Linked DNA regions of Sus scrofa: all the other regions are linked to region 3. A link is a contact called in public HiChIP or PLAC-seq and promoter capture Hi-C data. All regions are on one chromosome and are shown on one strand. Each heading gives the region's core, a stretch centred on a gene start, on an enhancer-like site or on the middle of the called end of the contact. The rest is flanking DNA. Distances are from core to core; before and after follow the strand shown.

Region 1 (2,936 bases), core at 291-2,790, 490 kb after region 3:
ACCTGAGCCTGAGGGGGCAGATGAGGACCAGAGAGGTCCTGCGTGGGCCAGAGCCGTGGTGGGGAGTGGGTGGCCCTGCCTGAAGGGAAGGCCAGGCCAGAGACGGCTCAGGGGGCCCCTGGCAGGTGGACTGGGGCGTGGGGAGCAGCAAAGCCTAGGACACGGGGGGGGGGCTGTGCAGTCCATGCGGCCCCAGGTGGTGGGCCCGCGCCTGAGGGACTCTCTGCGGGGGCCAGGCTGGGTCGCTAGGGGTGGCCTGGGCCTGAGAGGGCACCCAGGCCTGAGGGGGCGGCTTGGGCCCGAGAGGGCGCCACGGGCCTGAGGGGCCTGTCAATCGTGAGGGCCAGGCAGAGACGAAGCGCCCGGGTGGCCGTGCCGCCGCTGAGTACACTTGGCCCCGGCACCTGAGGCAGCGGCGCGGCGAATTCTAGAACGATACGCCGGGCGCGGGGGAGGAGCGAGGCGGTGACTGGAGATGAGGGCGGAGCCGGTCAGCGGCGCGCGCCTGGGGGCGGGGCCTGCGCCGAACCACCTCCTGGGTGGGGCCCGGAGGGAGGTTCCGCCCCCTTTGCGCGCCTCCGACGGCGGCGGCGTGCGCGGGTCCGGGGCCTGGGTGCCCTGCGGGGTTCGACCCCACATTTCCCGGCTCCTCGGGTGCTGGCCACCCTCCAGCGTACTGGCATCCTGCTCGCCCTTCCGCGTCCGCAACTCAGTTTTCCCATCTCCGCCCGGTGGGCCCCGCGATCTCGAGGGCATTGCCCCTTTAACAGCATTCCGAGTCACTCCCAGACCCTCCTCGGGACGGCGCGCGCGCGCGGGCGCGCGCCCCCTGTCCCCCGCCCCTCGCTCCCGCCCCAGCTCGCGCTGCCCGGGCGGGCGCCGGCCGCTGGCGCCGCTACTGCTGTCGCCCCCGGGGCGTGAGTCCGCCGCCCACCGCCCGGGGACCCGGCGAGGGGCGGGGGCAGCCCCGAACCGGCCCCGGATCACCTCCGCTCCCCTTTCACGCTTCCCGGAAAGTTTGTTCCCTTTGCATTCTCCCCAGCCTCTTGGGGAGCCCCGCCGCGACGAGGTGAGAGTTGGGGGGGGCGAGGGAGGGGACACCCGCGAAGGAATGTGCGGAGCTGGGGGGCGGGGAGCCGGGGTCCCGGTTTGCACTACCCGGCGGGGGCCGGCTGGCCGCGAGAGCTTGGATCATGTGCTGTTTGTCCCGCGGAGGCGCAGAGAGGTGCCAGGCCCGGGGCGGCCGTCGGTTGGCTGGACAGGAGGACAGGGTCCTCATGGCCGCCCGGAAAGGCCGGGAGGGGGGGGGCTCTGTGTGAAACCTGCTGGCCGGGTAAGGTGCAGGTGGCCCGAGGCCCCCCCTTTCTGGTCACTCGGCCTCACTCCAGCCGGGACTTCTCCCTGTACCCCACTGCGCCTTTACACTCACCGGCCGAACCCTGTACCTCTGCCTTAGTCCTTAATCCGCCGTCCTCCAGCAGTGCTACCCCTTTCCCTGCCCCATTAGCCGCGCGGGCGGCACCATTGCGTGTCCCCATCAGTGTCCCTTCCCTCTCCTGGTCAGGGTCTGGGGGTCAGGGCTGTTCTTCCTGAGAAGGCCTCTTTGGTTTCCACTACTCCCTTCCTGTCCTGGGACAGACCAGCTCTCCCACCCCTCCCATGCCCTGGCCAGGAAGGCTGGTGAGGTGAGGCTCAGTATGACAAGGGTTTGAGGTCCTTTGGGACCACAGAAGGGGGCCCAGCATCCCTGATCTCTCTTCCCAACCCTCCACCCTGCTGTCCGTGGGCGTGGGCTGCTCAGCCTCTCCTCCCAGGGTGTGGGCACCCGATCACCCACATTCCTGGGCTCTAGCCTGGCACCTTCCCCAGCCCAGTGGACGCCATAGCACTAGCCCCAGGCTGGAGCTGGGACTGCCTGCTTTCCTTCATTCTTTCTTCCGGGGATCCTCAGGTGCCCTCCCTCCCATAAACCGTAGGTATCCTGGATCCCGCAACCGAGGAGCCCTGGGGCTTGGTTGGATGCTTACAGGATGACCCCACCCTCCCCTGCCCATTGTGCTGGATCCTGAGGAGGAAGTGCTGGGGGCTGGGCAAGGGGTTTGGGGCTTGCAGGCAGGCCCTGTGGATCCCAGTTCTGGGCTGTCCCTCTAGCCTGTGGACTTTGCCCCTTAGCAGTCTTGCCCTCTCTGTGGAGGTTTGGGGCCCTCGGTGCGAGCTGGTGTCTCCTTCTCCTTGGCTGGCCCTGTGGGGGAATTTTGAGGCAGGTCCTGTGCTTGGGGTTTTCTCTCATCTGCTTTCTCTTCTGGGCTCCCAGTTTGTGCTTTTTCCCTTCCCGTTGAACACTTCTGTGTTTGCTGTCCTCTTCGTCGCCCCTTCTTTCTTTCCTAGCATGACCTCTGTCTTGCCTTCTCTCTTGTCTCTCCCGTTTTCTTGGTGTCTGGGACTTTTGGCCCCTCCTCTTCCCGCTTCCCACCACCCTCAGTGTCTCGGCCCATGTGTCCCTCTCTCTGAATTGCCCTCTGTCCAGCCTCTCTCTCTCTCTCTCTTCTCTATCTGAACGGTCAGTGCACTTGTGAGTGACGAGGAATAAAAATATCACCCTCCCTGCCCTTGGATCCACATGGCATTTGGCTGCTGCAGAGGGCAGCTATCCTTACCTTTGCGAACATACCCCCTGCCCGTTGCCCTCCAACCCTGGAAGCCCAGGCACACCTCTGGAGCCACAGGTGCCTCCTAACCGCTCTTCCCCCACAACCAGGGTTTCCCCCACAGCCTCAGCTGGCGTGGCCAGGCCCCAAGTGTAGGATGGGGCTCCTCCTACGAGGGCCGGTGGCAGCCAGAACTGATACAGCCCCCCTGGTCTGGGGCCAGGACACCAGGTAACGCCGGGGTGACGGCCCAGGTCCCCGCAAGCTGGGATGTGGCTGGGGAGAGAG
Region 2 (2,942 bases), core at 375-2,874, 470 kb after region 3:
CTTGGCCACTGACTGTTCTCTGACTGCTCTGTGAGTCTCCTCTCTGCATGTGAGGAGGTGGCATAAGATCATGGTTAAGAACATAGGCTTCAAAGTCACACCTGGGCTTGAAACCCGCCACTTAGTAACCATATAACCACAGGCAAGTGACTAAACTCTGAACTCCCTAGTCTGTTAGGCTTCCTAGTCTGCTAACGGCCGCTGGTGAACCCATCTAGACAGTCATGGTGAGCATTAAAAAATTCCACTTCCTATGTCCCAGGGCTCCCTTCTTCCTCAGAGCTTTCAAATCTCTGCCTTGAGCACTGTGCTCCCCTCTCACTTACCGAATTACCCATTCTTCATCATCTCAGCTCACTGCAGACTAGGTTAGGACCCTACTTGTAGCCCCTCTCATAACAATTATTTTTCCTTCAGGACATTGATAAAGCTGGTTTTTAAACTCCCGTGTGAGCATTTCATGTGGGCTCCTGGAGGGTACCCCTGGGCCCGAGTAACCACTCAGGACAGCAACTATGGATGATATAGTTCGATATTAGGCAGCACTTGAGACTTCGAAGGCAACCTAGCCTGCCCTGGCCCCACCTCGGACGGGTGGAGAGCCGGTGCCCGGGACATGGTCAAGGCTGGTGTCCTCCCCAAGGCAGTCATTCTGCCAGATTCATTCACACGTCTCAGAGCAGCAACCCAAAGAGAGGGCAGCCCCTCCCCGCGGGCCGCGCCCTGCGCTGGGAGCCCAAGTTGACAGGCCAGCAGGGAAGTTACTCGGAGAACACAGGCGGGGAGACTACCGCCAATCGGACCGGGCAGGGGCATTCTCATCCCTCCAATCAACATTCACTCCCCCCCCCGGGGGGGGGGTTCTGGCATTTAAGGGTGTAGATGAAGAAGGTTGGTTGGAGGAGCGGCAGAAGGGAGCGGGTTAAATCAAGAAGGCGGGGCAGAAAGGCGCCAAAAGGACTCAGCAACCAATTAGAGGTGCTGAGGGTGGGGTGGACTAGAGGAAGGTCGAACGAAACGTGATAGGTAGACGTTTAAGTTGAGGTGACCAATAAGGGTGAAAGGCTTGCGGATGGACGTGTCCGGGGCCCAATCGGAATAGGGACAGGGGTTGCCGGGACTCGAGCACCGAGAGGCGGGAAAGGCAGAGCGGTGGAACACGCCCCCCGCTCCGGTCCGAAGGCGGGAAGAGGAGCCGCCGCAGAACACCAAGGGGTTGGGTGGGGTTGGAGGCAGCCTACCAATCACAGCACGCCACCCGCGGACAGGCGGGCTCGTCGACGAATTAAAAAGAAGGACTGCGGAAGGCCAGGGTAGGGAGAGGAGAGAGGGCTGGCGCTGGGCTTCAGGTAGCCAATCAAGGTCCGCTAAGAACAGCGGGCGGGCCGGTAGCCCTTTTAGGGACTCCGGGGGTCTCTGAAGGGGACCGTGAGAGGTCTTTCAAGGTTGAGGAGGCGGGGTCGTCAAAGTGGAAGGAGTGAGGTCCTGTGAACCGGGCGAAAAAAGGCGGTTGTGAATTTGGGATCCTCACCTCGGGCCTTGCGCCGAGTCTCCTGGTCACCGAGGCTTGGTGGCTTCTCCATGGAGCTCAGGATGGAGCCCAGTAGGTCCGCCATCTTGGGAGTGACTGAGAGGGGGCGGTGCGTCTTAAAGGGAAGGGCAAAATGCCTTTAAGGCCGGAAACACGTCGGAGGCGGAAAACCACGCGCCCGCCCCGCCCAGCTCCCGTGCGGCGCTGACGCCAGCTGGGGCGCCCGGCGCAGCCTCCCAAGGGCGGAGGCCCCGCCCCGCCCCCCCCGCCCCCCACTCCCCGGTCAGACAGAGGCCGGAGGCTGGCTGGTGCAGCGATGTTTAATGGCAATTCGTAGAAACCAAGCCCATGCACAAGTAGAAAGTGCTCTCGTAGAGCCGGCTGAAGGCCCCCGCCGCGCCAGGAACCACAAGTCCGGCTGTGCAGCCCTCCCCGCGGCGCCTTAAATAGATTCTTCACTATACTCTGTATGTTACATTATGTACAAGCCCCCTCCCCTCGGGGACGGGGCAGGACTCCGCAACGCGTTCTTATATACACCCCTCCTTTGGCCCCGAGATCGGTGGCCGGAGTCGGTCGGGGTGACGGGGAAACACAGGGTCAGAAAAGGAGGGAACAGACGCAAACATGCGGAGTCGGGGTGGGGGCACAGTCAGCCCTGAAACACGAGGGGCGCGCGCGCAGTGAAGGCAGAGGTGGGACCGAGGCGGATACATTCAGAGACTCGTTGAACAAATAAATAAGGCAAGTCAGGAAGGGGCTGAGGTGGGTACAGGCGGGTTCGGAGATGTGGAGAAGGGGCAGGCAGGGCTCCGGAGGTCACAGCTGAAGATGCAGGTATGTGGGGCGTGGGTCTTCTGGAGCCGGGGACTCAAAGAGGGGGGCACGACCCGGAGGGAAGAGGAGAAGGAGCCGGGGGTGGGAGAGGGAGTTCAGCACTTCGGAGGGGGCGGGAGCGGAGACCGAGGATGGGCTCCTACAGAAGTGACGGGAAAGCTGCCAACGGGGGGTGGGGTGGGGGGGCTCCCCCTCCCCCAGAGAGCCCTCTCCCTGTTAAGACTGCAAGAAGCGGCCCCGGCTGATGAGAAAGGCGATGGAGAAGTCAGGTGGCCAGGCCGGGCTGGGGAAGCCCTTCCAGCTCCTGGTTCTGCTTCAATTCCCTCATCCTGCCGAGAGACAAGGAAGGAGTCAGGGGACACCGGCCGATCGGGAGGTGGGATGGGGGAGGCGGCAGGGCCAAATCGCAGCACCTGTGTCGGCAGCGCCGCAGGAATCTCATGATCTTCCGGGCTGCCTGGTCCTGCTTCTTGGTGAGAAAAGAGCCTCTGGTGGAAGAAAGAAGAGATGAAACCTCACACAACACGCGGGCATCCCCTGCCCTCTGCCCCTTAGGGACCCTGGCAGGGGAAGG
Region 3 (3,198 bases), core at 619-3,118:
GGTTGGTGAACAAGGGATTCCATCTCTAGCCAGGGAAACCCAGTCCGCAGAGGGCTCCAGAATGGGCGGGGCGGGGCGGGGGCGGGGTTGACCGGGTGGTCTTTAAATAGAAGAGGGGGCTGGAGCGGGGAAACGCAGTGGTGCTCTAGCGCACCATATATTCCTTGCGCTTATTGAGCCGAACTTGGCAGAAAGAGAAGCCTCCGAGGAGAAGGTAAAGGCCCGCGGCGATGAAACAGTTGTAGCTGACTTGCTCGTAGAGCTTGTATATGTCCTGGGGGCCATTCCTAGGGGTGGGATTAGGTAGAGAAATGTCAGAAACATTAAGAGCAGCCAACATTTACTGAGCACTATGTGCCAGGTACCGTTCTAAAAGATTTTACGTGTGTTATCTTTTTCAATCTTCATAACCCTATGGGGTGAGTTCTAGTATAGTATCCACTTTGCAGAGGTGGACGGAGGCCCAGAAAAATAAAATGCCTAACTAAAGAAGCCGCCCCAAAGTGGTGGGTTTAGTATGGTCGCTGAGGTCTGACCCAAAACTGCTCCTGTGTGCCAAAGAGAGCAACTCTCCGCACCCAGTTCCCTGGCCTCCTGGCCCCAAGCATCCCACTTTCTGCAGTTTCCCCACCCATAATTCTGACCATTTCCGCTGCCGCCTCTCCACTTACTCAAAATCTTTCTCCGTGAAAGGAACGTCTTCAATGAGCACAGCAGAGTGGACATTGAAAAAGATTCCGAGCATTATCTGAAAAAAGGAAAAGGGTAGCTTGTTGAACCTCAGGTACCTGACGGGTCACCGCCTAAACTCCTCCCACTTTGAATGTTGCCACAACATCTGGGTTTGGGAATTACCAAAACGACCTGGGATTAGGGATGGTTGTTGCCGGATTTGGGCTCCAGTCACCCGGAATAGGGTGTGAGTGTGACATAAAGAAGACTTTGCTGGGGCAAGGGCAGGAAGAGTGAGGGACCCAGATTATCCTTCTCTCTGGAGGCGTCATTATCATGGGACAGCGCGGAGGAGGTCAAGGGGAATCGGCACTTCTCCATATTTCTTCCTCAAGTGGGGCGAGAAACAAGGCCCAGCTACCCCTCTCGGGACCAAGCGCTCCCTTTCCCAATGCCCTCCATTCAGCTCAAGGATCTCTCAAGAACCCAGCTCTTCTTCTTACCCTGAGGGGTCTCCAAATGTACCATCCCCGGCTCCCATTCCAAGCTCCAGCTCCCCTCGCCCCTTTCCCCCCTCCCAGTTCTCCATTTTTCAATTCAGTTCTTTCTCGTTCTCCAGCGGCTAATCAACCACCCCCTCCAGCCTGCCTGCTGCTTTCCAAGGCCTGAAGTCTCCTAGCCTCCAGCCCTCCAGCAACAGGGCCCCTCAGGCCCTCTCTCCGGTTCTCGCCGGGCAGTCCCCTCACCAACATGATCACTCCCCAGGCGCTAAGGACGATGCCGCAGGCGGCCAGCTTGGGCCCACAGCACAGAAGCGACGCCATGAAGAAGGGAGTCGGGGATCGCCTAGAGGTGGGCCAGGTAGAAAGGCGGCAGGAGGAGGCCGATGAGCTGGGGGAAAGCGAGCAGGACTTGGGGGCTCGCGCCGCAGAGGACCGAGAGCAGGTAGGGCGGCTGAGGGGGCGGGGCCTCAGGATCCAACCATCTTGGGTGTGTGTGGGGGGCGCCAAGCGGAGAATGTTGGCGCTTCCGGATCCCCCCGGACTTTGGCGGGAACAGACGGTGTGTCTGGAACCGTAGCAGCCCTTTAGGAATCCTCTGTTGACCCCTACGTAGCTGAAGTGAGAGTAGGCTGGAGTAAAGGCCCCCGTCTTCTTGGCGTCCCCCCCGCCTCTCCAGGATGAATGGGAGGGGCTATCGTGTCACGTGACCAAAGCTGGCACAGCAAATGAAGAGGAGGAAGCCGTAGCTCGGCCTCGGGAAAGAGTTTAAGCTCTGCCGGAGACCCAGGTGACCTTGGCGATGGGCTCTTAGGGGCAGAGGACTGAAGTTATCTGATTTTTCTTTCAGATACCATAGTCACGGGTGGTATCCTGAAGGGGGCGTGGTAAGTAGAGACAGAGATTTAAACGGAGGGAGAACCTCTGTATCTCCTCTCTACGCATCCCTACCTTTTAAAATAGACGTCCTGACCCAGGAAAAGGAGGCAGGAGCCCCCTCCCAAGCCCAAGCCTACTTGCTGTGGCAAGAGCGCCTTAAGATTGCTGAGGGTTCTTGGCGCTGGAAATACTTAGGTAGCGTTTTGTTACCAAGCATGGACTACTGAAGCGTTTTGGATGCCAAGTCCAGGAAAAATACGGGCGTTAGGAAAAGTCCAGGGAAAGCAGACTCAGTGAACAAGTTGTTAAGGTGAGTGGTCCTGCCAGATGTGCTGGAGCAAGGAGTAAGTCCACAAAAATGTCGCTTTGCTTCCCTGCCGTAAACTAAGAAAACGGATCATAAATCCTTTGAGCAAGGCAAGGCACAAGATTTTGAAACTATGAATAGATCATATTCTCCAAAGGATAAGTTTGTATACTTTGCTGGTGAAAGACGATGATCCGTAATATTATTCAGGGCAATAGTGGTGTTTGAAGAACACAGTTTTGCGCTGAGCTTGTCATATGCATTCTAGTCAGGACGGTGATCTTAGCATAATTGAGAAGGGTCATTTTGATCCCAAGACCCCAGAGCCAAACACTGTCAGTGGTTAGCATACATTTGTGTTATTTTTCCATGTATTTTGTGCATATTGTTCTTAGAAGGGTCATGACAGAGAACTTGCAACGTGGGAAAAATAGAGGCCCTGGGGTACTGCAGAGGCTGGCAAATGACCTTCAGACGTGAATTGTGTCTCTTTTGTTTGAGACTGTATGGGGGGAAGCCCTTGTGCGGTGAAGGTTTTTATTCTGCCTTGGGAGCACCATTCTCGTTCAGGGACTTTGGGGGTAGGTGTGTGAATAGGAGATGAAGGGGAGGAAGGAAAGCTGCCAAAGAAGAGTCAGGAGGAGTTCCCGTCATGGCGCAGTGGTTAACAAATCCGACTAGGAACCATGAGGTTGCGGGTTCGATCCCTGGCCTCACTCAGTGGGTTAAGGATCCGGCGTTGCCGAGAGCTGTGGTGTAGGTTGCAGACGTGGCTCGGATCCTGCGTTGCTGTGGCTCTGGTGTAGGATGGCGGCTACAGCTCCGATTAGACCCCTAGCC
Region 4 (3,227 bases), core at 380-2,879, 350 kb after region 3:
TGGGTGCAGCCCTAGAAAAGACAAAAAAAAAAAAAAGATACGAGTTTTAGGAAAATCACTGAGTATGGAGAACTGACTTAAGCAGGTCAGGCACGAAGACTAAGTAGGAGGCCTGTGAGTGTTAGAGGTCAGAGTTCCTGCTGTGGCACAGTGAGTTAAAAGCCTGACTGCAGCAGCTCGGATTTGATCCCAGGGGCTGGTGGTGTAGGTCACAGCTGTGGCTCAGATTCACTCCCTGGCGGGAACGTCCATATGCCACAGGTGTAGCCATTAAAAAAAGAGAGAGCATTGAGGTGAGTAATGATTTGACAAAGACAATGGCTTAGACAAGAACAGCAAGGTAAGGGGGGAGGGAAGCAAGAATCCAGGTGCATCTGAATAGGCTATAAAGAAGTGGCCAGAAAGGAGTGTCTGCCCCTTTCCAAGGACTTTTTTTTTTAATTAAAAAAATTTTTTTTTAAAACTTCTTTGGGGCCACATCTGCAGCATATGGAGGTTCCCAAGTTAGGGGTCGAATTGGAGCTGTAGTCACCAGCCTGCGCCACAGCCACAGCAACGTAGGATCCCAAGCCGTGTCTGTGACCTACACCACAGCTCATTATCCCACTGAGCGGGGCCCGGGATTGAACTTGCGTCCTCATGGTTACTAGTCAGTTTCCTTAACCACTGAGCCACGATGGGAACTCCCCCAAGGATTTTCCATTCAAACCCTCCTAAGTGATATTTACATTATGGCTAATGGTGGGATCTCTCAGAGATACCCTTGTTGCTGGAAGAGATCAAGCAGCCTTCTTCAAATTCACAGTGAAAGAAAGTCCCAGAGAAGCAAAGCAACCTGCTCAAGGTCACACAGCGTGTCTGTGGCAGAACACGAGTCCTTGCTCTTTATATAGCGTTACCCAGCCTCCAGTGAGGCTAATGGCTGGGGGTGCTATGCCTACACGACTAGACCTAAGGTGACCCAAGCAAGATTTGAAGGGGTTGGACATACATTCCTCCTCCTCCCCTCCTTGCCACCCCCTCCCCCCAGGCACAGCTCCAATGATCAGTCAATGAATAATTGTTGAAACAGTTCCTTGGTGCAGAACAAGAAGTGCAGAGACAAAGGTCGGCTGTAGGATTCCCTATTCTGAGATCTGAGATCCCCTCTTCCACACTCTCCACTCCAGCCAGGGAAGGGGGTAAGGGGCACTCCTCCGGCAGTTAGTGCCCCTCTCCACTCCCCAGCTCCCAGGTGGTTTCTCCAGCCAAGTTTTCAACTAGAGGCCCCTCCCTCGGCGGCTCCACTGTTGCCATGGCAATTAGGTGGGTGGACAGCCCATCCTATCTAGAGGCCACCCAGCCCTCGCGTGGGGAGTTACCATAACAACCCCCCCTAGTAATAGAGGAGGTTGGGTCCCGCCCCCTTCCCCCGCAAATAGAGAGGTGGGTGGCTTGATTGGCAGCTGGGCACACGAAAGAAGAGGGAAAGGGAAGGAAAGGCATCAAAGGAGAGCTCGGAAGGAAACGGGGGAGAGAAAGGGCAAAAAATAAGGGAAAGGAAGGAAACGCGTGTGCGCACGCGCGCCGGCTGGTGGGCGCGCTCCCCGGCCGCCTCGGCCTCCGCCCACTTCTTCCACGCCAGGCTCGCGCGGCCGCTCGGTCCTCGCGCGCGCCTTTCGCTCTCCCGCCTGCGCCTGCGCGCAGGTGTCGGCGCCGAGGGGGAGGGGGCGCTCGGCGCGCTCGCGTCACGTTCCCTCTTCCACCCTCCCGGTGCGCGGCCACTCGGCGCCTGCGCAGGACAGCGGGGAGGCTCGGGTTGCAGGCTCTGGGGCGCTCGCTCCTGTCAGTCGGTGGGTAGGTCCTCCCGCCGGCCCTCCCCCTCCCCGTTCTCCGGGGGAGGCGCGGTGGAGTCCGCCCCCAGGATCCCCCGATGGGGGAGAAGCGGCGACGGCGGCAGCGGAAAAACCGAGCCGGAGCGTGAGCGGCCCCGGGGCCCGGTTCCCCGCGGAGGCCATGGGCGACCCAGCCCCCGCCCGCAGCCTGGACGACATCGACCTGTCCGCCCTGCGGGTGAGCGCGCCGCCCCCCAGCCTCGCCCTGGTTCCAGTCCCCGCCGCAGGGGAGCGGGCGCCCGCACGCCTCGCGCGCTCCCCGGGCGCCCTGTCCCCCGCCGCGACCCCGGCCCCTCTCCCCCGCGCCCGCCGCAGCCGCCGCCGCCGGGCCCCCGCCCTCTGCTCCCGTCGGCTCTCCACGCGCTGCAGATTCTGGGAGCTAGTTCGGTCCCCGCCCTGGGGTGCCCCGCCCCCACACTTCCCTCCACCTCTACCTTTACTCCGGTTCCGGACCCCCTTCTCCCAGGTGCTTGAGGGTCACCCTCTGGCTCCCCTGAACCTGTAGGATCACCTCCCTGGCCCCTGACCTCCTCTGGGGCCTCTTTCCCCCCTTGCTCTTACTTAGGTCTTCTTCCTCCCCCTCCTCTTTCTCGCCTCCTCGAATTTTGACTTTGCCACTGCCTTGCCAGCCTCGCCCTCGTCGCCCTTTCTCCTCCTCGCCCGGCCGTGAATTGCATCTCTTTCCCGGTCGGCACTCCAGCCTCCCCGCTCGGCCTCACACCTCCCACCGCCGCCCTCATCCCCCTGCACAGCTCTCCCCGTGCCTGCGGTCGCGTTTCAAGTGCAGCAGTCCAGAACCAGGCATTTCCGGTCTCAGGGTCCCCGCATATTACATTACCAACTCTGCAGCAGTGTGGGGCTGGGAGGAAAGACAAGTGCACTGGGGGAGGAGGGGACGCCTTTCTTATCTTCAGAAACTCTGGCCTGGGCCGGGAAGAGGATGTTTATATGTATGTACACACACAAACACAACGCAGCCTGTGGTCCATCAGGTTTGGAAAAGCCTGGGTATTCGTGGCTTTGCTGGCGGGAGGGGGAGGCAATGGAGATCTCGGGGGGGGGGGGGGTTCATTAGAAAAGGGATCCGAGGAAACCACTGCAGCAGCAATTTCTTGCAAGTACCCATTTGTTGTCCCTCCTGGGGTTCCTGCGTGCCCTCATTTGGGAGCTTTCAGAAGCATTTGTGTGTTTTTCTTCAGCAGGGAGCCCTGGCTTAAGGGGCAATTGAGTGATTTCAAGGTGAAGACCCTTGCCAGTCACCCAGAGGGGGGTTTTTGTCTCGTGTCCTTCGGGCTTTCTCAGCAGGCTAAGGGGTTGGCCAGGGCACGATTTCCCGTCTCTGGGTTAGCTGCT
Region 5 (3,075 bases), core at 451-2,950, 460 kb before region 3:
ACCCTTGCATATGGAGGTTCCCAGGCTAGGGGTCTAATTGGAGCTGTAGCCACCGGCCTACGCCAGAATTGCAGCAACACGGGATCCGATCCACGTCCGGGACCTACACCACAGCAACGTCGGATCCTCAACCCACTGAGCGAGGCCAGGGATTGAACCTGCAACCTCATGGTTCCTAGTCTGATTCTGTGCCACCAAGGGAACTCCGGGATGACTTTTCAAAACAGCTTTTACCATTCCTTTTCTCTAAACCAATCTTCCATTCCCTGCAAATCACATCTAAACTCCATGATTTGACTTCCAAGGCCCTCCGCTGCTTCCCTGTATAGAGCTGATCAATGCTCAAGACTCTTATCCTTTAGTCCCGCCTCTGAGCAACCAGGCAATCTACTTCTCAAGTCTTTCTCCAAGAATAGGGTTTCCTCTGTATCCCTCACTCCAGAACACTTTGTCCCTGGCACCTACTCAGGGACTCAATTACCAGACATCTTCTCTTGTCTTGAAGCTCTACCCCTCAAGGTGCTTGGCCCAGTGGGAGTCAGATTCTCACTGGTCATGAATCCAGTTAAAGCATATCTGTCCCTGGAGCACAGTGGGGCACTATGAACTGACAGAGACATACTGCAAAGGCTCCCCAAAGGGTCTGACATCTTAGGTGGGCACTGGGGTGCAGATGCCTGGCAGATAGAAAGAGGAAGGCAGGCAAGTACAAAATTGGGGAATTCCCATTGTGGTGCAGCAGAAACATGTGACTGGTAACCATGGGGATGAGGCTTCGATCCCTGGCCTAGCTCAGGGGTTAAGGATCTGGTGTTGCCCTGAGCTGTGGTGTAGGTCGCAGACGTGGCTCCAATCCCCACGTTGGTAGCTGCAGCTCTGATTTGACCCCTAGCCTGGGAACTTCCATATGCTGGGGGTGCAGCCCTAAAAAAAAAAAAAAAAATTAGACCATGAGTGGAGTGACCCGCCAGGCTTAGCAATAACGAACCCAACTAGTATCCATGAGGACACGGGTTCGCTCCCTGGCCTTTCTCAGAGAGTTAAGGATACGTCTTTGCTGTGAATTATGGTGCAGGTCGTAGAAGCGGCTCGGATCCAGCGTTGCTGTGGCTCCAATTCGACCCCTAGCCGGGAACTTCCATAGGCCGAGAATGCGGCCCTAAAAAGCAAAAAAAAAAAAAAGACCATGGAAATTAGAAGGAAAGTTACTGGGATGGCAGGAGCCTTGGTGGTGCCACCAAAAGCCTGGATCATAGGCTTTGTATTAATGTAATCTTGCACCTGAAGATATAGCTATCTATTAAAGGTTGGAAAGACCAGATCAGATTTTAACTTTGTTTTGTGAAGTCTTGTCTTTCATCGTTGTCAAACTAATTAAGTATTCACACTCGGCGACTCTCTCCCTCCCCCAAATATGGCGTCTCCCCCCCTACGGAGCGCAAGACACTTCCGCCCTTCTCAGAAGTGACTTCCGCCCAGCACTGGCGTGGCGGTAGTCGCCGGTGTCAGTTAGTCCGCACTGAAGTCCCTTTTAAGGCCCGGGGGCTCTTGAACAGAACTTTGATTGGATTCCAAATGAAACTCACCGTGAAGCAAGTCCCACTGGACGAAAATTTGGTCGTAGCATTTCTCAGGTAAAAGAATCGGCACCAACACCCGTTTGAGCGGCCCATCTACCTCAGCCGCCATATTGCAAAGCTAGCTTCCGCCAGTCGCGCAGACCGCCATTGATTCGCGGTGCGCATGCGCACTCCGAGCTCTCCGCCTCCTGTCTTCTCGCGATAAGTCAGGACCTCCCCAGTTCCCCGCTATTTACGCCATCCCACCTTAGCGGAAAGTAGGTCCCATCCCAGGACCGCGTTTTCTGGACGCGCCCTCCCTGCTGCTGGAGTTTTAAAGCTTGCCAAAGCTGTACGCCTGCGCAGTTCCAGCTTTCGCATCTTTGTTTAAGCTTCCGTTTCGGCAGCAGGATTTATTCTCCTGCATTTCTCCGCTCCTCCTGCTCGGCGCCATCTTGTCTTCTTCCATCTGACTTTACAGTGCTCGAAGTTGAGGGAGAAAGAGCGTGAGTCTGCAAAGTGGCGTTGCGGGGGGGAGCGCTGTGGTTTTCTCTCTTCTTACTCGGCGTCTCCAGAGGGCGCCGAGGGCAGCGGGACGGTATGAGCCAGGCAGCCCTCCTTAGGTTCCGGGCCCATATTTCTCCCTCCTTGGGCTCTCCCAGGCTTTGACGGATGGGAGTGGCAGCAACTGCTGGGTCAGGACAGTGAAGCGGAGGAGGAGGTGGGGAAGGCGAGCCCAGTTTTGGGGGACAGCAGAGCCACCAGCCCTCCTGCGGGCCCAGCCCTGGCTGCTTCTGTGAAACAAGTGCCCCGGGGTTCTTCTCTCTGCCACCCAGCGCCGGGACACCAGCTCGAGCTCTGGTGGCTGGGCCCCTGCTGGGTGGCAGTGCCACACGCTTTGGTGACTCCCGCGCTACAGTCTGCAAGGTCCTACGGGGTGTCTGCAAGGTGGTGGTGTGGTTACTGGGCCTCTGCCACGTGCTGCCCGCAGAGGGGTGGGTCTCCAGGCTCGGGTGGCTGTTTTCTTGCAAGGCTTTTACGACTGGAGAGGCCCTATTCTGGCCCCTGGGATTGCTCTTGGCCGACTGTAAAGGGGGGCGTGGCACTCATTGGTGGTGCAAGCTGTGGCGGTCGGGGCGGGGGGGTGTCTCTTTTTAGAAAATGGACGCAGGCTGCCCTGGGGGTGCCACGCACCACCCCTAGGTGCACCTCCACTGAGGACTTCAGGGTTGGCTTTGCAGGTTGCCCAGGCCGGAGGCATGTTGTTCCCAGGAGCATAGAGTCACTGTATGTGGAGGTCAGGGTGCCTGTTGCTCCCATGGTTGATGAAAACCCTTTACAGGTGAGACAAGAGCATCTCAGGTGTAGCAAGGGTTTATTCCGGGCTTCCCTAGCCTGTTACGAAGCCACCGGTGCAGCCTTTTGAAAGGAAATGAACCCAGCTGTGACCTTTCCCTCCTCACTCATTGCTGTTGTTGCCTGCTTCACCTTAATTGCATGTGATGAGGGTCGGGAA

What was found. Promoter capture Hi-C pulls out the DNA fragments that hold promoters and counts their contacts. HiChIP or PLAC-seq counts read pairs in DNA pulled down with a chosen protein or histone mark.
Region 1: a contact with region 3 is called in a promoter capture Hi-C map of liver, with 3 times the contacts expected there. The contact joins the promoter of INCA1 here to the promoter of RNASEK in region 3. A contact is called at or near these places in 2 of 5 promoter capture datasets (fetal liver and liver), 1 of 47 Hi-C or Micro-C datasets (liver) and 1 of 2 datasets of contacts at active chromatin or transcription factors (alveolar macrophages).
Region 2: a contact with region 3 is called in an H3K27ac HiChIP or PLAC-seq map of alveolar macrophages. The contact joins the promoter of SPAG7 here to the promoter of RNASEK in region 3. A contact is called at or near these places in 2 of 5 promoter capture datasets (fetal skeletal muscle and liver), 1 of 47 Hi-C or Micro-C datasets (heart right ventricle) and 2 of 2 datasets of contacts at active chromatin or transcription factors (alveolar macrophages and skeletal muscle).
Region 4: a contact with region 3 is called in a promoter capture Hi-C map of fetal liver, with 2.5 times the contacts expected there. The contact joins the promoter of MINK1 here to the promoter of RNASEK in region 3. A contact is called at or near these places in 2 of 5 promoter capture datasets (fetal liver and liver) and 1 of 2 datasets of contacts at active chromatin or transcription factors (alveolar macrophages).
Region 5: a contact with region 3 is called in an H3K27ac HiChIP or PLAC-seq map of alveolar macrophages. The contact joins the promoter of MPDU1 here to the promoter of RNASEK in region 3. A contact is called at or near these places in 1 of 5 promoter capture datasets (fetal liver) and 1 of 2 datasets of contacts at active chromatin or transcription factors (alveolar macrophages).

What each region holds. Positions count from the first base shown.
Region 1 is chr12:51,922,368-51,925,303 of Sscrofa11.1, reverse strand. INCA1 (protein INCA1) reads right to left here and starts at 1,540. Exons shown (of 6, transcript XM_021067760.1): 1 at 1,430-1,540. The coding sequence starts at 1,538. KIF1C (kinesin-like protein KIF1C) reads left to right here and starts at 839. Exons shown (of 23, transcript XM_021067761.1): 1 at 839-1,069.
Region 2 is chr12:51,947,595-51,950,536 of Sscrofa11.1, reverse strand. SPAG7 (sperm associated antigen 7) reads right to left here and starts at 1,624. Exons shown (of 7, transcript NM_001243921.1): 1 at 1,532-1,624. The coding sequence starts at 1,616. CAMTA2 (calmodulin-binding transcription activator 2) reads right to left here. Exons shown (of 23, transcript XM_021067750.1): 22 at 2,782-2,856; 23 at 1,834-2,697. The coding sequence ends at 2,634.
Region 3 is chr12:52,415,573-52,418,770 of Sscrofa11.1, reverse strand. It overlaps RNASEK (ribonuclease kappa), which reads right to left and starts at 1,868. Exons shown (of 3, transcript XM_003358238.4): 1 at 1,419-1,868; 2 at 672-748; 3 at 1-287. The coding sequence starts at 1,868. The coding sequence ends at 146.
Region 4 is chr12:52,065,089-52,068,315 of Sscrofa11.1, reverse strand. MINK1 (misshapen-like kinase 1) reads left to right here and starts at 1,629. Exons shown (of 32, transcript XM_021067776.1): 1 at 1,629-2,052. The coding sequence starts at 1,996.
Region 5 is chr12:52,877,549-52,880,623 of Sscrofa11.1, reverse strand. It overlaps MPDU1 (mannose-P-dolichol utilization defect 1), which reads right to left and starts at 1,700. Exons shown (of 7, transcript NM_001044619.1): 1 at 1,587-1,700. The coding sequence starts at 1,689.